4 separate regions of the Mus musculus genome follow, and all the other regions are linked to region 4. Evidence: chromatin contacts called from public Hi-C data. All regions are on one chromosome and are shown on one strand. The core of a region is the stretch at or near the end of the contact, and the rest is flanking DNA. Distances in the headings are between cores, read along the strand shown.

Region 1 (3,354 bases), core at 369-2,868, 320 kb after region 4:
GCCAACCAAGGCTATCCTTGAACTCATAGAAACTCCACTGCTTCAAACTTCCAAGTGGAAGAAATAAAGGCTTGCCTGGACCATGGTGCCCAGCTAAGTGACTCTATTTTAATTCTAATACATAAAGGTTTTTTTTATTTATTTAAGTTTATTTTGAGTCTGTGTATGAGTGGTCACCACTGTAAGATGTCAGAGTACAACTTGCAGAAACTGGTCCTCTCTGCTTACCCTGTGCATCTGGAAGATCCAACTCATGTCACCAGATTTCGGAGACAAGAACCTTTAACCATTGAGCCATCTCACTGCCTTAAGAGGGAAGTTAAATAAAATGATGTTATACAAAAATATCCCTGGAATCAGAAGGTCCAAATACCTTATGAATAAATTATGCCGTCCAGAGAACTTTAGGGTGGCTCATTTGTACAGACCGTGCCAAAGCTGGCTATAGGAGGATTATGAGAAATTAACCAAAGAAACATTTTTGATCAAAAGGAAAGAAAGTGAGGTTCATCAGAGAGTCTGGAGGTCTGGCAAAGCCAGGGCACTGGAGAATAGGAGGCGAGCAGAGGTCTAACTACATCTACAGCGTAAGACTGAGGGATCCATGTGGAAGAGGCCGGAGGAATATTTAAGAGCCAGAGAAGCAGAGAGTTTACCGTGAGACTGTGTCTCTGAAAAAAAGTCAGAGAAGCTACGCATATGCAATCTCACAGAAATGGCTGCCTACGTGTGACGTAAGCAAGGGCAACACCTACAGACGCGGTAACCGGGAAAGGAGAAAATTCATGAGACCTTGGCCCGACACAAAGAACTACAGGAAATTAAGAAATGCCACGGGTGGGAGACGCCGTCGTCCTCAGGGGTGAGCGCATCAACTGGGTACCCAACACCCAATGGCCAGCCCTGAAACCGACAGAGAGGCAACATTATGTAGACTGAGCAGGTTGTATTTATATATTTAGGAATACATATTTATGCAACAACAATTAAAGTAAATAGGTCATAAATTTGAGGTGAACAGGGAGGGTTTGTGGGCGGGGCTGGAAGAGGAAAGGGAAGTGGATAAATGATGCAATTACATTATGATCTCAAAAAACCATTCACAAATTATAATTTCAAAATGTACAAGACTAGAGTTGAGAGGTCCAGGGATGAAAGCTCCCTCTGGGGCCAGCACTACAGGAAGGCCCCCCTCCCAGCTGTCTAAGGACCAGTCAGCAGGGAGGACCAGCAAGATTTAAATGAGACTCAATGGGAAGCTAAGAGTAGTCTTTGCATTGTGGCAGCACTTGGGGATGTTTTTCAAATGCAGACTATCTGTCCACCCACCACCACCCCACCTCCCCTCCCCCTCCTGCCAAACATTTGTTCCTTAAGTCTCTAGATTCTGAGCCAGTCTCTGTGACTAACTACTCAAGGGCTGACACCCCGGAGAAAAATGTTGACTCTCAACCAGGCTTAGTCCCACACAGGGGGAGAAAGGGACCATAGTTAAATTTGCTTGAAGCCTGAACGGTCCTTCCAGGAGCTTCTCACAGATTCCAGGAAGCCGGAGCCAGCAACTGAGGTAATGCGGAGCTCTGAAGAGGCGGGTTTCCTTGCCAGTAGAGAGAGAAAGACCATAAGGCTCTCCAGGGGCAGCAGGCGCCAGTGTGCAGCCAGCAGGAACGAGAAGCAGCTGAGCTGCAGCAGCCAGGCAGTCAGGAAATCTGTCTGCCAGGGTCCTGTGTGTGTCCCCTTTGCTCCAGCTGTGGCCTCAGATACCATCTCAGTCTGACCTGGTTTGGACTCCCAAGTTCTGGCCTTTGGGTTTGCCTGTTTCCATGACAACCTATTTTCTGCTTCAGCCATACTCGATCACTGGCTGCGGCATCTGGAGTCATCTATGGTACCCCACCCTATGGCTCCCACTCATCACAGTCCCTGAGGTCCAGGCTGAGAATGGGCCACCCCACATCTGGTTTCCAGACTCCACTCCTTCGTGCCTACACACAGCCTTTGCTTCTGCCTAAGGGTGCAAACTGCTCCCTTCCTCAACAGGGTGAACCTTCTGATGTTACAGCTTTCTACAGGATGTGATGAAGAACCAGTCGCAATGCTCAGCCATTAGAAGCATAGCCTTTGAACTCAAATCTCAACTGCTCATCAATAAGGGAGTTACCTTATCTTTCCACACCCAAGTTCCAAATCAGTTATTGACCACAAACACTAAGTTATAAAGGTATAAAAAGCTCACACTGCATCATCGCAGGATTATCATATAGCCAAGTGTCTTTCCAGGGAAAGTAATTTGTATCCAAATACTCCCATTAACAAAGTATTCCATGTAAACTCTTAAAGTCTAACCTACCCTTAATGCCAAGAGGCCCAAGTCTTCTGGGAAATTTTCATGCTTTTCCTCTAATAAATTCACTGGGCTCCTGGCCCAGTCTGATTTCTGTTGTCACAAAGCATCTAACCAAGAACAAGTGTCTAAACCACGCCTTCTTGCAAGCTGCTGCATGTGGAGTCATCTGTGGTACCCCACACTATGGTTTTAACTTGTCAAGATCCCAAGACCTGGGCTCCAGCTGTCCCGCCCACACCTGGTTTCCAGTGTCTAGTCCCTCATGTCCACTTGCAAGTGCCTGCTTCTCCCTATGGGTGCAATCTGTCCCCTTCCTAAATAGCAGCTTCCAAATCATAGTCCATCATTGAGGGAAGTCAGGACAGAAACTGAACCAGAAATCATGGTGTGATGCTGCTTGCCTGCTCCCACACTGGCTCATGCTAGCTTTCCTATACAGCTAGGGCCAGCTGCTCAGGAAACTTAATGGCACAGCCTGCCCTCGTTCATCAATTAACAACCAAGACAATCCCCTACACATATGCCTATGGGCCAGTCTGCGATTCCCTTCTCAGGTGGCTTCAGGCTGCATCAAGTTGACTATTAAGCTAATGATGACAGCTCTCTGCAAACTCTGAACTGGCTGTCTCTCAGAGCAAAAGATGACAAACAGGCCTTCTGTATTTCCAAATATTTCAATTAATATAAAAAATTCTGCCTGAGAGTCTTTATTAGCTGTGCTCCTATAATCTAAAGGAAACTGGCATAATTTTCGTCTCATTTTTGTGCAAGGTATGTGGGATACCTGGTATATAGAGAGCATTGGATTGGTAATTACTGATTTTCCCCAAAAGGTAAGCAGAGAGTCACTCGAGAGCTGAAAGCATCAGAATAAAACCAGCACAAGTTCTTGCCTGATTTAGTTCAGCTCCCAATTTGAGCAGTATTTTTGATAGAGTCCGGTAGGCTCTGCTTCCCTCATAGGGCATGTGGGTATATCTCACACATCACTGCATGACAGAACCATG
Region 2 (3,259 bases), core at 207-2,706, 460 kb after region 4:
TAGGATTCAGTTGAGGACTGCAGCTCATAAGCCTCTGTGCTGACCACAGTGTGCACTTAACCCTGCCTACCCCAGTCTATCCAGTCTAGGAAACCACTCACAGCCACGTCCAAAAGTAACTCTCGTAAGTGATTCCGAATCCAACCAAGCTGACAGTGAAGATTAATCATAGTCATGTCTTTGATGAAGAAAAACACAGTAAGTTCAACCACTCCAAAGCAGCAATAAACTGAACAGCTTTTCCAGGTTAGATCAAGTAGGACAAGTGTGACAGCAACTAAGGACTTTCCTTGTCCACACTTCTGTGTGTGTCCTAGGAAGTGTCCCCATGGTGCTGTCCCTCAGTGTAGCTCTCCAGCCTCTTCTAGGTTGGAGCTGCCCAGTTCAAACATCACTGTCTGTACAAATAAGCTCTCTATAATGCTATGGTGTCTCCATTTGGTTTTGAACACAGACGTCACACGCGGCCTCCCTCTTCACGGAGACTTCCGAGGCTTGCTTGGGCCATTCGCACACAAGGATCCTGGTTGTGTCTGTCTTGATTCCACCTGCCTTTCATTTCTCCATCTGTTTGATATGGTCTAGGGGTCTTGAACTCATACAGTATAGGGGTTGCCTAGATCCGGTTTGTTTTCTCTGCCGGTTAAAGAATTAAAAGGCAGGAAAACATCTGAAACACAGCAGAGAGATCTCAGGCACCAGAGCAGAATCCACGCTTAATAGGAGGCATTTATTGTGGGTGAGGAGACATGTACATAGCAGATATACAGAGGAAAGAAAAACAACAACAACAACAAACTCTGCAAAGCAGACCAGACTTAGAAAGCCAAACCCAAGTCTCTTCCTGAGGGCTGGGGCTTTCAAAGCTCCCGAAGAGTCTTCCTCCCATAATTTAGGGCTGGTCAGTTTGAAGACAGGATGGATGGTTGGTTAGTGAGACAGACTTGTCCTGATCTGGCCCGGAATCCATTGAGCCAATCCCCCTCGGGACTGCTGGTGGGGGACGATCTCAAATCAGAAGGTTAAGGAAGAAGCCATCTTGGAAATTCAGTACTTCTAGCTTTGGCCTCTGTCCCTGTCTACCTATCAGCAAGTCTATCTATCTTCCGGTCTCTCACACTGAGTCTCCCTTCCAGCAGGAGAAGGGAGAGATTTCCCTATTTCTAACCAAAACCTCAGCTCCTCAAAAAGGACACAGAAATGTTTCCCGTCTTCGCCTCTATCCAATAGAATTATCCTTCACAAGGCGCTGAACTAAGTTAATGTTTTTCTTTAGCAGAACAAGGACTTGAGGTTTAACTCTCAGGAAAAGCTAGTAGGCCAGAGAATAGGTACCAGGGAAGGTTAGAGGCAGGAAGGGGAGGGGCGAGTCTCAGGCGCAGCTTTAACCTCGGGCTCTGTTTTGCAGAAACAATTAATCAAAAGCACACTGAGCGCCCATTTCCCTGTGATTACTATTCACTCAGCCACGAGGCTGCATTCCAGGATGATCTTGAATGGAGATATTGTACGAGCCCAGTGCGGGGAGAGACTGGTTGCTATCAACTTTGACCACAACAGATGTAAAATAACGGACTCCAATATTCTTCGGGAAACTTGTGAGTTCCTTTTCCTGGAAACTAGAAAAGGACCACTGTTTTCATCGCCGTGGTTTCCTTTGCTCAGGGGTTGTTGGGTTTCTCTTTAGCCTGGTCTAAAGAGAAAAGCTTTCTCCTGGGCGACTATTAGCAAAGCAAAGGAAAGCCAGGTCTCTGGAGCAGCCTAAAGGAATCCTCTGGCCGTGCCTGCTATAGGTTAGCCTTTGTGCCTGCCTCCTAGGGTGAATGCATTCAAACCCAAGCTCTTGCAAAGATTAGGGGGGAGATACTGAGTCTAATGAGGAATCTTAAAGCAGCTTGAATTCAAACACTTGAGAAGAACTTTAAAAGAGGAAAAAAATTAAATATTAAAAAAGATGGAGTGGTTCCCTTAAACAAATAAGCTACTTTATTAAGAATCTGCCTTAATAAAATGGTTGACAGCTTCCTCTCCTCTCCTAGGCTCTGGCACCAGCAACAAAGAAGAGGCCAGGTTTGCACAGCTGTTGCCTTAAGAACTGAATAACAAAAGACTGAAACTTTAACCCAACTTGGAAGGGGAGTGGGAGAGACAGAAAATCACTAACACTAAGGAAGCAAAGAGAGTGTCAGAAATCTTTGCAGAGTTGGGAAAAGGGTTCCCCCCCACCCCAGCGCCAACTTCTGTGCTTCTGGAGGGAGTTGGGGGCTCTGGAAGTGCCCATCAGAACAGCTGCTGGAGGGAGGGGAGGAGGGGGGAGGGACGGAGGGAGGAGAAACTGGGGGTCTGGGGTTGGGGGCGGGTGGGGGACCTATTTCTTCAGAGCTCTGAAGCAAGAGAGCAGTTTGGTTCTTGCTTTGAATGCCGGGCTAGGGTCAAGTGAAGGATAACTTAAGGCGTTTGCCTGCTCCCCTCTCTCCTAACTTCTGGAGTCCATCTTATTATGAACCTTCCTTGTGGGAGAAGGGTGGCTCTGAGCAAGGTGGGAGAGAGGTGCCGATCCTCCCACTGCAAATGATTTTCCGGGATTAAAAAAAAAAGTAATAAATCTGCTTTTAAAAAGAGGGAAGAGGAAGGGAGGAGGGAGAGAGGGGGGGAGAAAGGAAGGGAAGAAGGGAGAGAGGGAGGAAGGGAGAAAGAGAGGGAGGGAGGGGGGAGGCAGGGAGGGAGGAAGGGAGAGGAGGGCAGTAACGAGTGTTTTAAACATGAAGTCTCTTGGGAAATAGACAAAAGCTACTTTAGGATATTGATTATTTCTAAACTGAAAGACATCAAGGCATCCAGACAATGGGAGCTAAGAAAACAAACAATTAGAATATTAAATCAGAAGTAACAAGAAGATGGAGGGAAAGAAGGTCAACTGGGCAAACCCTCTTGGGGGTGGAGAGGGGCCCTGTACTCTTCCTTCAGTGCTGTCAACCATCCCTCCTGCCATCCACAGGACGTGCAGAATTAAATAGAATCCCAGTTCCAGCGGCTCACATCCCTTTTCCTCTCATCTGCCCTTGAGCTGCAGTAGGACGCGTGGCATTTTCAGGCAGTCCCAGGCGTATTAATGCAAGGAGTGTCCTTGGGATACCTCCTAGGTACTGCGCCCTTTTGAAAGGTCTCAGAATCTAAAGGGAAAGAGAAATCGAAAGAGACGTCTCAGCGCATTACAATAGACTCCGGTAGCGTTTCCCTCCATAGGCACTGTGGGAGA
Region 3 (3,189 bases), core at 268-2,767, 510 kb after region 4:
GGAAGGGGGACAAGCAGCTCCTCTTATAGTGGGTTGGGTGACCTTGATGTTGCCAGGTAACTCTGGGAAGGAGTACGCCTGGCTATAGTCAGGTAACTGTGATGGTAGACTCTAGCTGGAATGCCAGGAGCTTGGGGCTTTATCTGCGTGACTGATAGTCACAGAATTATGGAACTGGGGCTCTGTGGTGTCAGGCACCTGTCTCTGGGAATGTGGCTCACTGTTCCGTCCCTTGTAGAGTTTTCTACTGAGTCTCCGGAGCAAGCCTCATTCAACCAAAACAGGCTGCCTTTCACAGTCCCACAAGGCATGATGGACAGACATACATGCTGGCAAAAGAACCATACACATAAAATTTAATTTACAAAGTAAAATTAGAGGTGAGTCACATGTTAATCTCAGGGCAATAATAATGAGTAGCCTTCATGCTCTTCTCGGCAGCTGACAGGTCATCCTGACCAAGTATAAAAAGAGAAATATCTGAATCGAATGACTTCGTAGATAAAAAGAATTTAACAGATTTTCACAGAGTGTTCCATCCAGATACTGAGGAATACACATTTCTTCCAGCAGCCCATGGAACTTTCTCCAAGATAGGTCATATATTAGGGCAAAACCAAGTCTTAGCAAGTAAGAAAGACTGAAATAATTCCTTGTATTCTATATGGCCACAAAGAAATTAACTAGCTAAGAAATTGAGCTTCAATGTCCATCATCTGATGCATAGATAATGAAAAATGTGGTGTGTATACACAAGGGAATTTTCCTCCACTATAAAAAAGACAACATTATGAAATTTACAAGAAAATTGAAGGAAGTAGAAAATATTATATTGTCTCAGTTAGGGTTTTATTGCCATGTAGAAGCAATGACCACAGCAACCCTTATAAAAGAAGACATTCCACTGGGGTTGGCTTATAGTTTCCGAGGTTTAGTTCATTATCTTTATGGCAGGAAGCATGGCAGCCTGCAGGCAGATACAGTGCTGGAGAAGGAGCTCAGAGTTCTACATCTTGATCTACAGGCTGCAGAACACTGTTACACTAGACATAGCTTGAGTATGTATGAGACCTCGAAGCCTGCTTCCTCCACATGTGTGTGTGTGTCCAAACATAAATAAAAGGGATTTTATACATTTTTTTTAATCATGACGGAAAAGAGTAGTGTGAGAGAGAGCTAGAACGGTGTCATGAGATCAGATCTTCTATAACCATGACTACAGGCTGAGTGACCTTGACACCTAGATCCACGGACTGACTCGGATCTAATCTCTCCTTCCAATCTCCCTCTTTCCATGGGGTGGGTGGTGGGAGGGAGGCGTGTGCTTCCATATCATCTCAGCACTGGATGTAACCACGCGGCTAATTTGACCCATGAGATGTCAGCGTAACACATGCAAAATCGAGAGCTGTGTCCTGGCAACTGGGTTTTTCATCTGTGTGTTGCTTGGAAGACCCCATGACCCGAGGCGGGAGCTCCAGCTGACCAATAAGCACATGAGCAGTAAATAACTGCTTATTGTCTTCCAGTGTCCTCAGCTGCAGGCTTGTGGGAGTCTGCCCAGAGCTGATGCAATGAGACTGAGTGGGTTTTGATGACACCAAATCACCCCTGGGATTCACTCTCACTGAGCCAGTCTCTTGCCAACCTTGTAGTGCTAGTAAACTGACTGAGAGATGGATATTTAATTCGTGTGTAATAGCAAGCCCTCCCGCCCAATTGTTTTTAAGTTGTGTTGCTTTCAGGTGGAACTCACAGGTGTGATTTATTTGGATTTATTTGGATGTAGCAATAAAGCAGCCACCTGTCTCTGTGGCGACTGCCAGAGCATTTGAAACTTTCTGCCTGTATATATTATGTATGTATTATAAACGTGGCAAAGGGCCTCTCCTCACACCGTGTATTCTGGGTTCTCGCAAGCATCATAGCATCGCAGCTGACTGACATGCCAATCATCACAGCTGACATGCCGATCACTGTGGTTGAGAAAATTTCTAAGTGACGGGAGAAGAGGAGCAGATTGCAAAAGAGGGAAATCTTCCTCAATGGCCCCTTTAGTCAGCAAACATCTGCATTTATAATACATATATTATATAGCACATATATGTATATACATATACACACATATGCATGATTACAAGATGGGGAACTCTTCCTCAATGGCCTCTTTAGTCAGCAGATATCTGCATTTATAATACATATATTATATAGCACATATATGTATACATATACACACATATGCATGATTGCAAGATGGGGAACTCTTCCTCAATGGCCTCTTTAGTCAGCAGACATCTGCATTTATAATACATATATTATATAGCACATATATGTATACATATACACACATATGCATGATTGCAAGACGGGGAACTCTTCCTCAATGGCCTCTTTAGTCAGCAGACATCTGCGTTTATAATACATATAATATATAGCACGTATATGTATACATATACACACATGTGCATAACATCTTTAAGAAAGAGATGCATGTCACTAGGCATAGTGTTCCAGAGTCTTCTAGGCTCACTAGCCTCAGGCCTCCCCTTCCCCTTGCCCATGCATTCACCTATGACCCTTTAGGGTCTTTTCTTCAATATTTGCCCAGAAACGGTGTTAGCCTCCTAGATCTACGAGGCCAGTGGTTCTCAATCTTCCAAATGTTCTGGTGATCCACCACCACCACCACCACAAAGTGATTCTGTTGCTAGTTCATAACTATAATTGTGTTAGTGTTATGAATTGTGACATAAATATATGGTGTGCATGGCTTCTGATACTGGACCACAAGGAAGTCACAACCCACAAGTTGAGAACCAGTAAACTAGAGCCAGGCACGATGATGGTACACATGAATTGTCCCAGCACTCGGAAGGTAGAGGTGGGAAGATCAGGAGTTCAGGGTCTCACTCACCTCTATATCCTAAGAGGCTAGCCGAAGATACATGAGGCTTTGTCTCAAAAATAAAGGCAGGATGGATATTTTTTTTTTCAGAATGAACTAGAATGAGAAAACCAAAAGTGTCAAAAAGTGAGAGAGAAATCAGAAGACTTTTATAGTCAACAGTTCAAGGCAGATAGAAGTACTCTACTTGTGACAGGTATTTACCAGGAAATAGTCATACTGAAAGTGTAATGTCTGACCTCCAAGGTCCATGGGGAAATAAAAATGTACTAATTCTGTATAAG
Region 4 (3,380 bases), core at 381-2,880:
CCATTTGATAAAGAATGAAATTTCAGAATGGAGCTGGTAAGTCTCTCACCAAGGGCAAGATCTAGTGATACACAAAACCCAGACTTGAAATCTGAATCGCGGGGCCTCTGGCCCAGGCTCTGTGCTTTGAGCCTCCCCAAGCCACAGAACCCCCTGAAGTGCACAATGCGCTCTGTGGGCCTGACTCGGGCAGCTTTTCCAAGCTGGCTCTCTCATGAAGTCTAGCAGCTGAGTGTCTGGCACACATTTTAAACATGAGAAAATGAAGTCACAGCGCGTTCAAGATTAGACCCTGTGCTTTTATCTCGTGTTTCCAACATCTCTTCTCCCAGCCTTGCTGAAGCATAGCCCACAAAGTGTATCACGGGATGAGTGGGAAACCCAGCAAGGCCAATAGCAAAACCAGTGATCAAAGTTTGAGGCATCGGAGCTGGCGCCCGAGAGCTTCTGCTTGGTGTGGAACGCAACAGAGTTTATTGAATACGTTACTGTGCAAAGAAATCAAAGCCAAGGGAATGCTTTTTGTTATTCTGACCACTTTTGATAATAAGCATGTATTGTAACATATAAATTTTATTATTTCACTTTGGGACAGGACCCCACCTCTGAGACCAGGCTTACCTGGAAGTCAACATGTAGTCTAGGCTGGTCTCAAACTCATAGTCTGTGTAGCCACTGATATGCTGGGATTTGCTGGTGTGAACCACAGTGCCCAGCTTTAAATTAACATTTTAAAACAACCACACCCAAACACTGTTTTAGAAACTGCTTGGCTGGTAGCTAGAATCTACTTCTTCAAGTGTGCTTGCATGGCTTTTCCATTTGAGTCCCATACTTCAGAAAGGTCTAGTTAAGTCATATCAGTGGGAATTCTAGCTTGACAATGTTTTTATTAAAACAGCAAAGCCTTGTACCAGCAAGGAACACTATTCTATTCTAAAGGCTCCCTGAACTACCTCTCAATTTCTCCAGTTGTGATTTGATATAACCTTATGTGAACCCAGGCTGTCAAATTTAAAACATGTCATTCTATTTTAACCACAAACTGTGTCCAAATCTAGATGCTGCTAGAAGAATCTAGGTCAGGTTGGTGCAAAATCGCCCTCACTGATCTATATGCTGAAACCTCATCAGATAGAGATGTGCCTGCCCCTCCCCCTACCTGCTTCGCTTCTCCTTGAGTGGCTAAGGCTTCATCTCAGGATTAGCATGTCTAATAATTTTGGAGATGGAACCTGCTTTTCCATCCTTGGGACTCCAGGGGGCAGTGTGACTTATGAGAAAACAAGGTTAGCACTGTCCTGGTGTGCTCAGCATTTTTTTCACTGAGTCATATGTGAAATGAATTATAGCTACTTTCTAAAACTCCCTGTTCACTACACATATGACAGGGAATTGGTTACATCTGTTGCTGTTGTTTCACAAATTATCTTCTGAAAGAGATTGGCATTAAAATATCTTAACTTTTATCCAAATTCTCTTCCTAAGGAGTCACCCTTCAGAGGGAAAGAAAAGAGCTTTTAAGGCTATTTTTTAAGAACTCAAGTTCTGTTTTATCACCTCCCAGTGTGTCAGTAAATATACTGCCAGTGAGGACTTGGCAGAACTCTTACTGTACTGTTCATTGGAGCCTATCTTCTTTTAGTAGATACACTGTGTCCAAACGTAGTTGGGAATTAAACATTTGACAGAGTGTAGAGGAACATTGTAGCACAACTTACCCTTTCTCCTCCCCAGACCAGTTATTCAAAGTCTTCAATTACTAAGTTTTTCCACTGATCTGCTGCAATAACCCACACTAGACTACCAAAAAACAAAACAAAAACAAACAAACAAACTCCAGTGGAAATAAGTTGCAGTGACTTTCTGCATTAACCCTCCAAACCATGTGACCTCCTCATGGTTGTTGCTATCTTTTTATTTATAGGGACAGAGCCCCTTTCATTTTTACTTCAGAGATGGAGTACTTTATTACTGAGGGTGGAAAAAACACACAGCATTTTCAAGACTTCGTGGAGCTTTGCTGCAGAGCTTACAACATCGTCAGGAAACACAGCCAGTTGATCCTGAGCCTTCTAGAGATGGTAAGTCCCTTGGAGAGTAGAAAGCTTCCATGGTGTCTCATCCAGCTGTCTACTTCTAATGGTTTGGAGTTCCCCCACCTCCATTTTAAAACAGTTTTTAACGCAGAAAGGAGTGAGCAAGCAAACATGTTTCTTGGCAACTTACAGTTAGTTCATAGTTTTCATCTTGGAAGTCACCAAACACAGAGTTACTAGTGCATTCAGAGGGGATCCCCATGCAGAGTGGATTAGGGCTCAGAAAAAAAAAGTCATTTTTAAACTAACTTCTTTGGCTGTATTGTCCCCATTTGACTTACATATGAAGTAAACTTCATAACATAGATGAGGCAGATTCATCCTGGCTCTTTTGTCTCAATATCTGCCTTTGAACACTTGAGCGCTATTCATTCATATTAAGAAATTCAGGGTCAAGAATACAAACTCTGGAGTTGGAGAGATGGCTCAGCGGTTTAAAAGCATAAACTTCTCTTGCACAGCACCCGAGTTCAGTTCCCAGCCCTCACACCCGGCAGCTCACAAGTCCAACAACTGCCTTTAACTTCAGCTCCAGGGATATGATGCACTTGTCTGTACTCCACAGGGACCTGCATGCAAATAGGCACAAAACCACATACACACACATGCACATTTACCTCACAACGAAATAAGTCTAAACATGTCACTGATGAGTTAGTGAGCAGACTGTAGATTGATGCGTTGAGTGTCATGCATTGGTTCTGCTGAGCTTTGGGTCCGGAAGGATTCAGTGTTTTCTCCCAATGTCCATAGCAAAGAGATGAGAAATAGTCATGTGGTAAAAGGAAAGAAGTGGCCAATAGAAATATCTTTTGGAAAATGATATAATGATTTCTTTAAGTGCATACATCCATTGTAACAATTACATCCATCCACAGGAGAGTAGCATACCACTAGTTTATCTATCTGTGTTTTTTGGAGTAAAAAATGGCTGGCTTAGAAACTTCAATTCTGCTAGTAGATGTTGAGGAGACAAATTTGGTGGTTGGATCTCCCTAATTTTGAATGCAGGCTTAGCATTTAAAGGTTAAATTTATACTTAACCTATGTACTGTTTCCATTTAAAATGAGGATAATAACTTTTACCTTATGGAATTGATGGATAAATTGCCTGATAATAAATGCATCATATGGACCAGGCATTATGCTAAGATATTAATAGATTAATTTTCATAACTCTAGCTGATAATTAACATAAAGGATTTATGATAGTATCTGCCATATAGTAGAGTTCAGTTAATTAATGTGATAATATAAGATAATTGTTAATTTACTTTAAAT

What was found. A called contact is a pair of places that touch in the nucleus more often than the background predicts.
Region 1: a contact with region 4 is called in a Hi-C map of uterus, with 7 times the contacts expected there. The contact joins two enhancer-like sites. A contact is called at or near these places in 6 of 484 Hi-C or Micro-C datasets (cerebral cortex, liver, muscle stem cells and 2 more) and 1 of 115 datasets of contacts at active chromatin or transcription factors (heart atrium).
Region 2: a contact with region 4 is called in a Hi-C map of uterus, with 4 times the contacts expected there. The contact joins two enhancer-like sites. A contact is called at or near these places in 6 of 484 Hi-C or Micro-C datasets (nephron progenitors and uterus) and 2 of 115 datasets of contacts at active chromatin or transcription factors (fibro-adipogenic progenitors and forebrain).
Region 3: a Hi-C map of uterus shows a contact between it and region 4, with 5 times the contacts expected there. The contact joins two enhancer-like sites. A contact is called at or near these places in 4 of 484 Hi-C or Micro-C datasets (all in uterus) and 1 of 115 datasets of contacts at active chromatin or transcription factors (fibro-adipogenic progenitors).

The regions. Positions count from the first base shown.
Region 1 is chr6:140,191,978-140,195,331 of GRCm38.p6, forward strand. No RefSeq gene overlaps it. Among named protein-coding and RNA genes, the nearest start is that of Gm38917, 92 kb to the right of the region's middle. Within about 2 kb of position 1,619, at least 45 of the 459 cell types and tissues checked have an H3K27ac peak or open chromatin away from gene starts, as enhancers often do. A contact at or near this core is called in muscle stem cells and uterus, where this site is marked.
Region 2 is chr6:140,335,080-140,338,338 of GRCm38.p6, forward strand. No RefSeq gene overlaps it. Among named protein-coding and RNA genes, the nearest start is that of Gm38917, 51 kb to the left of the region's middle. Within about 2 kb of position 1,457, at least 94 of the 459 cell types and tissues checked have an H3K27ac peak or open chromatin away from gene starts, as enhancers often do. A contact at or near this core is called in uterus, where this site is marked.
Region 3 is chr6:140,379,839-140,383,027 of GRCm38.p6, forward strand. No RefSeq gene overlaps it. Among named protein-coding and RNA genes, the nearest start is that of Plekha5, 43 kb to the right of the region's middle. Within about 2 kb of position 1,518, at least 13 of the 459 cell types and tissues checked have an H3K27ac peak or open chromatin away from gene starts, as enhancers often do. A contact at or near this core is called in uterus, where this site is marked.
Region 4 is chr6:139,873,376-139,876,755 of GRCm38.p6, forward strand. Pik3c2g (phosphatidylinositol-4-phosphate 3-kinase catalytic subunit type 2 gamma) reads left to right here. Exons shown (of 34, transcript NM_207683.3): 26 at 1,928-2,084. Among named protein-coding and RNA genes, the nearest start is that of Plcz1, 170 kb to the right of the region's middle. Within about 2 kb of position 1,631, at least 24 of the 459 cell types and tissues checked have an H3K27ac peak or open chromatin away from gene starts, as enhancers often do. A contact at or near this core is called in muscle stem cells and uterus, where this site is marked.